2 separate regions of the Danio rerio genome follow, and region 1 is linked to region 2. A link is a contact called in public Hi-C data. All regions are on one chromosome and are shown on one strand. The core of a region is the stretch at or near the end of the contact, and the rest is flanking DNA. Distances in the headings are between cores, read along the strand shown.

Region 1 (4,603 bases), core at 1,712-4,211, 280 kb after region 2:
TGCTGCTGGATTTGGTCTGAAAAACACCACATCATCATAGCTGTGAGTCAGAGAGCAGATAAAGAGAGTTAATATCTCTCTCTCTCTCTCTGTGTGTGTGTGTGTGTGTGTGTGTGTGTGTGTTATTGTAGGTCCCGGTTCAGCACTAACGCAGATAAACACTGAGCTGTAAATCAGAGATAAGGGCACTAACCAGGCTGCTTTACCCACTGATATCAGCAGCTGTAGATCAATACCATAAACTGATCCTGACTGAAGAACACACACACACATATACACACACACACACACACACACACACACACACACACACACACACCTATAATCATACACTTTATTCAACATGTGCTATTGGAGGAGTCTTTTGTGTTGGCTTGTGTGTGAAACGGTTAGCCTGCTCAGTCTGATCTATCTGGTGTTATTTAGGGAAAGATTATTAAAGCAGACCCTTTTATGTCTGCGATTTGAAGAAAAATAGATGTGTGTGTGTGTGTGTGTGTGTTGTACAGTCACTGCTGGTTAATAACTCAGACATATAGAGATGATGAACACATGAGCGCCCTCTGCTGGACACATGCTCTCATTCACTCTCAGACAGTCAGAAGCAGCTGAAGCTCAGCTCTGTGCAGACCAGAGATATTCCAGCATTCAGCTCCAGCTTCTCTGCAGACCAACATCAGCAGCAGGTTAATCTCTCTTCTCCAATGATGCTGTGTAGAACAAAGACTTATCCAACATCCTCAATCTCTCGCTCCAGTGAAATCCCGGTCTGTCTCTTTCCTCAGACTGCTCCCTGGTTCGCCCCTGAATTACCCTCATCGAAAGCTAAAGGTAGTGAACTCGAGTGTCTCTGTCATAGACCTGCTCTCATCATCCACACAGAAATGCACAGACCTGCTGTGCTGCTTCATGAGGACTCCGTCATTCAAACCAAATCCCTGTGTAGGCATGTATAAACAGCTCCAGGCGACGCGGGGGTGCAGTAGGTAGTGCTGTCTCCTCACAGCACTCAGGTCGCTGGTTTGAGTCTCGGCTGGGTCAGTTGGTGTTTCTGTGTGGAGTTTGCATGTTCTCCCCGTGTTGGCGTGGGTTTCCTCCGGGTGCTCCGGTTTCCCCCACAGTCCAAACACATGCGCTATAGGGGAACTGATCAACTAAACTGGCCGTAGTGTATGAGTGTGGATGAGAGTGTATGGGTGTTTCCCAGTGATGGGTTGCAGCTGTAAGTAAATCGTATGCTGGATGAGTTGGCGGTTCATTCCGCTGTGGTGACGCCTGATTAATAAAGGGACTAAGCTGAAAAGAAAATGAAAGAATGAATAATTAGCTCCAACCGAGGAAACTCCAAAACTGTCTTCTCATCACCCCCCCCCCATCCCACTGATAATTCTCTACTGTTGTTTTTTAATGAAAATATTAACTATAAAATATTAATATAAAACTCTGTTATTTCCTTTTCTTTCATTTGGATCCACCTTTATCCTTTCTAAAATAAAAATAGAGCACTTTTAATACAGTATTCAGCACACTTTTTTTTTTTTTTTTTTTACAATTTGTATATTCTTTTAATATATTACTATTATACTTTAAATTAGTCTAAATATATTTAAATGTTTAAAATTAAGGCTCAAGTGTATTTCTAGTTGTAACTAAATATATATATATATATATATATTTTTTTTTTAAATACAGATACAGCATGTTAAAAGCACATTTTAGTTCAGTTTCAGGGTGTCTCAAAATAGCACAGTTGAGTGCACTTAGATGGTATTAAGTTTATCTTAACATATACTTAATACTATCTTTTAGTACATTAAGTACAAAATTAGTGTGTGAAAATAGAGCACTTTTACTACATTACTGAAGAGTGTACTAAGTATACTTAAATAAACTGCATTTTAGTGCATTTTTTTAACCTGGGATTCTGTGTGTACAAAGAAAACAGCATCTGTGCTTCATCAAAACACTTTAATCTTTCTGTGTAATAAACCACAAGTCCAAAAACACCTTATGAGAGGAACTAAAACTGGGAACACACAAATATAAATAAGATGCAACATTACAGCACATATATCAAATGTACAGACATTTTGGGAAATGTACTTCTACTACAATACATTACTGGTAGAGTTTTAATAAAGTCAATTTAATATAAACTTAAAATGACCACACGCAAAATCTATTTAAGTGTTAGTGATAATATTGCATTCACATTAAGTGGACTTAAGTACAACGTTTGGGAAATGTACTGATTGGCTGGATGTACAATACATTACTAATAGATGTTTTATATATTAACTTATTTTAAGCTTAGGATTAGTATATAAAGTCTCCGCTTTATACCGCTGTTCTGCAGTCTGTGTGCTGTACAGGGACCCTGGGTTCTGCAAAGGAGCTTTAAATTAAATGTATTATTTATTGATGTTGGACAGTACTGTGGGCAGAATAATAGCAGAACATAAACTATATGTGATAAATCTGGGCCGGGGGGAGCTGATCATGTGTTAATTGAGCTGATCATGTCCTAATCTGCTGCCATGATGAGGATTGCGGCTTCCTGTTCTTCGTGAGTCTGCGACAGGAAGTAGAAGAGGCCAGCCGAGCAGACTTCCGCATCCTGTTGATCAACACAACACTGCAGCACACACAGACACCTACAATCACCGATAAACGCTTAATTATGATTGTCTTGACAGAAGCATCATCTGTAGAGGGTAAAGTGTTGAGTCTGTAAGCAGAAGAGCTTATTTAACCCAGAATCTGTGTCGCCGCAGGAAAATAACAAAAGCGAAGCGGAAGCTGAGCTCATCTCTGACGTCATCAGCGCAGCCACGTGTCCATCTGTAGCTCCGCCCCCGACATCACTGATTGACACTCGCGGCCGCTCTAGGGTGCGCGCTTTCTTCTGCGCGTGAATGCGGAAGTGGACAATCGCTTCCTTCGCGCTTCCGGGTTCCGCCTCGCTCAGAAACGGACCGACAGATCACTCGTCCCGGGAGCTCACCGGCGCTGCACCGCATTCGAGATGGCCGCTCGGTTACCGGCATGCGTTGTGGATTGTGGCACAGGGTGAGTAATCCCGCGCTCTGTCCGCTGCGCGCGAAAACCGGCGCCGTAGGTGCGCACTCCTGCACGGTTACCGCTGTCTGCCTGTGAGTGTGAGTGTGTGTGTGTGTGTGTGTGTGTGTGTGTGTGTGTGTGTGTGTGTGTGTGTGTGTGTGTGTTCATCAGCTTCTGTTCGGTTATTGTGGTGGTCGTTCTCCAGCTCAGAGGCGCTGTATTTTTCCGGTAAAGCGGAGTTTATACACTGATGATGATGATGATGATGGTGACGGTGACTGATGATGGAGATGAAGGCGACGCGGCGCTCGGGCCGCTGTAACGCTCATAGTGCGGTGGACAGTATTATTCGGTTAGAGCAGCCGTTATACCGGCAGATGAGCGGTTTGAGCTGTTTTAGCCGCGGAGCGCGGAAAGAGTCGATCTGTTGTGTTTTGTGCTGCGCATGCGCACTGCTACTTCCTTTTCCTGTGCTTCCTCATTCTGGCCGCGGCCTTATATGGGCAAACTGAGGAAAACGGCAGACTCCTGCTGCCCGTTACCGTGTTTCATATAGTGATGATGACCCCACTGTACCCCCAACCTGACCCCTGACCCTGACGTGTTCGATATAGCGCTGCGAGTGCGAGTGAAGCCCGCAGGGTCTGATGAAGAGGAGGAGGAGGATTATTATGGTCTGTCAGGGGTTTGTCAGCTGCTGATCTGATGTGTTTGATCATTAGAGATAAAAGTTGGTTAATGTGTGTGTGTGTGTGTGTGTGTGTTGGCCAGAGCTTCAGTGTGCAGATTTCAGACATGCAGAGACACGACAACTGCTCAACATTCCCGTGTGTGTGTGTGTGTGTGTGTGTGTGTGTGTGTGTGTGTAAGTTCCCTCTGTGAATGTCAGGGGTGTGTTGTGATTGTTGTGATAAGCTAATGTAGCTGAGCTGAGTGCAGTGCTCATCATCAGCACAGTGGAGCACTGGACCGACAGTTTGACTGCGCTGGAGCTCCTGTGTTCAGCTGCCGACACACACTCCACACTGGAGAAGAGCTGGAGGAATACTGATGAGCTGAGCTGTAGAAGAGTGCTATAATGAGTGTGTGTGTGTGTGTGTGTGGGGCGCGCGCACCGAGCGATGATGAACAAACACACACAGAGTTTATGAACATTAATGAATATGATTAATTAATAATGTGTGTGTGTGTGTGTGTGTGTTTCAGGTACACTAAACTGGGATATGCAGGAAACACAGAACCACAGTTCATCATCCCATCATGTGAGTAGTGCACTTCTGTAGGGCGCAGTGTGCGTCTGTAGTGTACAATACACTAAAATATGTCTAAAATAACACACACTACTTCCCCTGCGGCACACACTCACGCCTGCACTGCGCTCACTCACTTCCTCTCTCTCTCTCTCTCTCTCTGTGTGTGTGTGTGTGTGTGTGTGTGTGTGTCAGGTATCGCCATCAAGGAGTCCGCTAAGGTTGGCGATCAGGCTCAGCGCAGGATGATGAAGGGTGTGGACGATCTGGACTTCTACATCGGAGATGAGGCC
Region 2 (4,688 bases), core at 560-3,059:
GGAGCTGCGGGAAAACAACAGAGGAGCTGCGTTTACATACAAACAGGTCATCAAGAAACAGCAATACTGCACTGGTCATGAAGACAGCAGCACTTCCAGTCTGAGACGCATTGATGCACATTTCCAAAATGCCTGCACATCTTGATTTTCCATGAACAGTTCATACACATCTTAACTGCTAAAATTGGATGACTTTCCAGTACATTTTCTTGACCTAATGTTTCATGTTATGTATATGTGGTAAACAAGAAAAACAACGCATGTTCAAAGTTATTACAGCATGTCTTAAAACATGCGGCAATCTATTCTGTTTGAATGAATCTGTACATGTGTTTGGCCATGGAGAGAAAATAAGACAACTAACCCACATTTAATATGCAGTTATTTGTTAAAGTAATTTCCAGAACTTTTTCAGATTTACCAGAACTTTTCCAAGCAAAATTCCATGACCGTATAAACCATGCATTACGCATTACTTTATGCACATTTTGGATCATTGCATACAGAAATGTGCACTTAAACTCAGAGCAGTGTTTGTGGGCACTCACATGCCGTGGATGCGCTTGTGGATGTTGATGGTGTATTCACGGGTCACCACTTCATTGATGGCCGAGCGGCCCTTCTTCTTCTCGCCCTTCTTGGGTGCCATCTAAACACACATAACAACATCACAAAAGGTTAATTACATTTACACAACAGACACACTGAACGTTTGATTGTCAGATAAAATCACAGCTAAAGTAGTTCCAGCAGGTTTAGAGCGCATTACAGTTCCATGTTACTCCGCTGTATGATTAGAGTTATTACACAGCTACAACAGTAAGACATCACATCAGAAGTAGATCTGGAGGACACTAGACATTTGAGGAGGACAAACACCCGACTAATACACTCAACATACAACATCTGTACAGCGGATTTATCTGTGGAGATCAGAGAAGCACAATAATCAGCTCCGGCAGAGTGGATTATTAGAATATAAAGCACAGCTACGCGTATTATATTACTCCACACATGTAAACGCCATCTAAACACAAACACACATTAACACTTGACGTCACTATTAACCCATAACAAACAGGTTAACCTAAATAGAACGGTCTAGATCTCTTTCTAGATACCGTTTCATTTGTAAACATGAATTTACCTCGTCAGTAATGACTGACACGCTCAACCCGTACTCAAGTGCACTACACGGTGGCCCACTACCTAGCGAACTGCTGCATTACTCTCATTACACTACGAGCATAAGCTTTAGCCATGTAAACAGCGCTTATTATGGTGAACTGAGGGTTTATTTCGGTGTTTTACTGCGGTTTTCCCGCCGGTTTTGCTCTTTCGGCTCGTCAGACTGCGGCGTTTCAGAATGAACTCCATTTAAGCTCACATCTGTGATTAAACCCCGCCAAACCGGCGCTCGCTGATCGATAACGCGTTTCTACACTCATACACAGCAGCATATTTGATTATTAGTGATCGATAAGGCGGATGATGGTGGATTTATGAAACATGAATGAGAGAACGGTACTCACTCTGTGCGCTGGATGTGGAAAAGGAAGAGCGGTGGATTATGGGACACATACAAAGGCGGAGCGCGCGTTCACATCCGGGTCATACTAACGTTTGTATCATTCTGTTCTCAACCATAACAGCATGTAAAAAAAACATAACAGCATGTATGCTATAACTATGCCTGCATGTAACTACTTTATATATGCGTGAATGCATCAAATTTGATTTAAGGCGATTAGTGTAGTTTTGTGGTCAACTACATCTCCCATGGTGCTGCGCGCCGCACAGGAAGTGCTCACGTACACCCGCGACGGTTGTGAGTAGAAGTGAAGAAACACATTCAGGTTAAAACACTGAATAATTCAAACATTAACGCGTATTATATCGCGTTTGATCGTTATCTTTGTGCTGGAGTGTCGCCGTGTCGGCCCGCGTTGAATATTCATGATCTGCCGGGAGGTGATGAACACCGCTCAGGTAAATGTTATTATTACTCACTGTGTGTCAAAACACACCGAGCTCCCTACATAGACTGCTTATAGTGAGGTTTATTGATTAGGAGAGCACTAAAAAATTGACCAACAGTGTGTTTACTTAGACTTATTAGTGAATATAGTTCATATTTTGATGAAAACAGTCCTACAAGCCTTCTGACTGAGTGTTTGACTTCATTATCCACTATTACAGTTCTTTATAGAGTGTAATTAAGCTCATGCTTCATGTTTTTGCAATTAAATGTTAATGCTAAGAATATTTTAATAATATTTCATGATGAACACTAACTTTGTTTTACTTTGTCATCTATTTATGGAGTATTACACTTATGACTGTCATTCCAGAACCTTTGCTGTCTCTGTTCCTCAGTGGTGGAATGATCTAAAAACAGGGGTTCCCAAACCTTTCAGCTCGCGACCCCCATAATAACAGTGCCAGGGACTCACGACCCCCAATATTCTGTGAGGTGGTTATACAGTTAAAGTCAGAATTATTTGCCCCTTTTAATTTTTTACATTTTTTTTAAATATTTCCCTAATGATGTTTAACAGAGCAAAGAAATGTTTACAGTTTGCCTGATATTATTTGTTCTTCTGGAGAAAGTCTGATTTCAGCTAGAATAAAAGCCGTTTTTAATTTTTAAAAACCATTTTAAGGTCAATTATTATTAGCCTCTTTAAGATATATATTTTTCTCAATAATCTACAGAACAAACCATCGTTATACTATGACTTGCCTAATTACCCTAACCTGCCTAGTTACCCTAATTACCCTAGTGAAGCCTTTACATGTCACTTTAAGCTGAACACTAGTGTCTTGAAGAATATCTAGTCTAATATTATGTGCTGTCATCATGATGAAGAGAAAATAAATCAGTTATTAGAGATGAGTTATTAACACTATTATTATTAGAAATGTGCTGAAGAAATCTGCTCTCCCTTCAACAGAAATTGGGGGGAAATAAACAGGGGGGCGAATAATTCAGACTTCAACTGTATATATATATAGTCCTTGCACACAGCAGCGCAAATATACCAGTAGGCCCAAGTCTGTTCATCGTTTAATTTTGGAGAACGCCACTCGGAGACCATCTCCCATGTTCAGTTGAGACCTGTATTTATTTTTAATCTACCTGAGTGCTGTTTATGTGTCAGAAAGTTTAACCTGATGCCATAAAATCGCTGTGCTGCATCTGACACTATTGCTGTGTCTTTAAAATAGCATAATCAGCCGAGGGGTTGCAAACAAAAAGCCATCAGGGTTTAGATTTTTGTTTGCATGTTGTGTTTTTATTAAAGTTTATTATCAACATGTTAACGATGCTACTATCAACTACTATTGTGCTCTTCAGTAGATTATGGATGAAATATGGTCGCTCTAATTGTTTACTAAAATGAATTTGATTGTTGGACATCGATAAGTGACCCCTCCTCATTGTCCCGACCACCACTTAGGGAAACACTCAATGATCTAAAACATCTCAAATCCTCTGAGGATGGAGATTAACCATAAAACTAATAATCTGATCATAAATATTAATTGAATGTGTTATATGGGATGCTAAGTGATATTTGTTTCATTTATTGAAGTTAAACTGCTGTAAACCATCTTCGCACACGTCATTGAAATCCTTGATAGTTTGTGATAAAAATAAATCATCGAAGGCCCTGGAAAGTATTGAGGTGAAGTTGTTTTAATATTTGCACATTTTGACTTTCACCTTCTTAATGTCATTTCAGAATTTTTCATCATAGTACAACACAGTTGACGGTCAATTAAATAAAGCTGCTGTTATTTCAAAGTCTGACCAAACATTCAGAGTAGCGCGTCACAACCTTTTACTGTTCAAAAACGAATGAATGTGCAAATAATAATAATAATAATTTATAATTTAGGCTGTAGCGTCGCGGTGAGGCAGTGCATAGCACCTTCACCTCACAGCAAGAAGGTCTCTGGTTTGAGTCTCGGCTGGCTCAGTTGGTGTTTCTGTGTGGAGTTTGCATGTTCTCCCCGTGTTAGTGTGGGTTTCCTCCGAGTGCTCCGGTTTCCCCCACAGTCCAAACACATGCGCTATAGGGGAACTGATCAACTACACTGGCCGTAGTGTATGAGTGTGTATGGGTGTTTCCCAGTGATGGGTTGCAGCTGGAAGAGCATCTGCTGTGTAAAACATATGCTGGAATAGTTGGCGGTTCATTCCCCTGTGGCGACCCCTGATTAATAAAGGGACTAAGCTGAAAAAGAAAATGACTGAATGAATGAAAGTAAATTACTGAAAAAGAAAATCGCACATGTGACTAAATACATTTTCCAGTTCGCACACGTCTTTTTTTAATCGCATATATTTGAGTGAAATGGTTGCACTGTCGAGCCCTGTGAGTACTGCTATACCTCGCAGAACACCATAAAGCACTATTTATTTTACTTTTATCTTCTCTGTAGTGTACTTATCTTAGCTTGAAGATTGTTTATTATAGTTTAGGATGATTGTGTGTGTGTATGTGTGTGTGTGTGTGTGCGTGTGTGTGTGTGTGTGTGTGGGGGGGGGGGGGTTAGAGTAACTCAGCATCATGACTCTGGCTCATTAAGATCTGTCTAATCTGCTGTGTGTGTGTGTGTGTGTGTGTGTGTGTGTGTGTGTGTGTGTGTGTGTGTGTGTGTGTGTGTGTGTGTGTGTGTGT

The links. Hi-C and Micro-C count contacts between places; a contact is called where the count stands out from the background.
Region 1: a contact with region 2 is called in a Hi-C map of hematopoietic stem cells, with 2.9 times the contacts expected there. The contact joins the promoter of actr3 here to the promoter of cnot11 in region 2. A contact is called at or near these places in 6 of 18 Hi-C or Micro-C datasets (caudal fin, embryo, hematopoietic stem cells and 2 more) and 3 of 4 datasets of contacts at active chromatin or transcription factors (caudal fin, embryo and pancreas).

The regions. Positions count from the first base shown.
Region 1 is chr9:58,864,634-58,869,236 of GRCz12tu, forward strand. It overlaps actr3 (actin related protein 3), which reads left to right and starts at 2,962. Exons shown (of 13, transcript NM_001003944.1): 1 at 2,962-3,069; 2 at 4,267-4,322; 3 at 4,506-4,603. The coding sequence starts at 3,026.
Region 2 is chr9:58,585,575-58,590,262 of GRCz12tu, forward strand. cnot11 (CCR4-NOT transcription complex, subunit 11) reads left to right here and starts at 1,810. Exons shown (of 8, transcript NM_001089341.1): 1 at 1,810-1,989. It overlaps rpl31 (ribosomal protein L31), which reads right to left and starts at 1,558. Exons shown (of 5, transcript NM_001040052.2): 1 at 1,533-1,558; 2 at 549-649; 3 at 1-4. The coding sequence starts at 649. It overlaps tbc1d8 (TBC1 domain family member 8), which reads left to right. Exons shown (of 21, transcript XM_073913350.1): 21 at 1-379.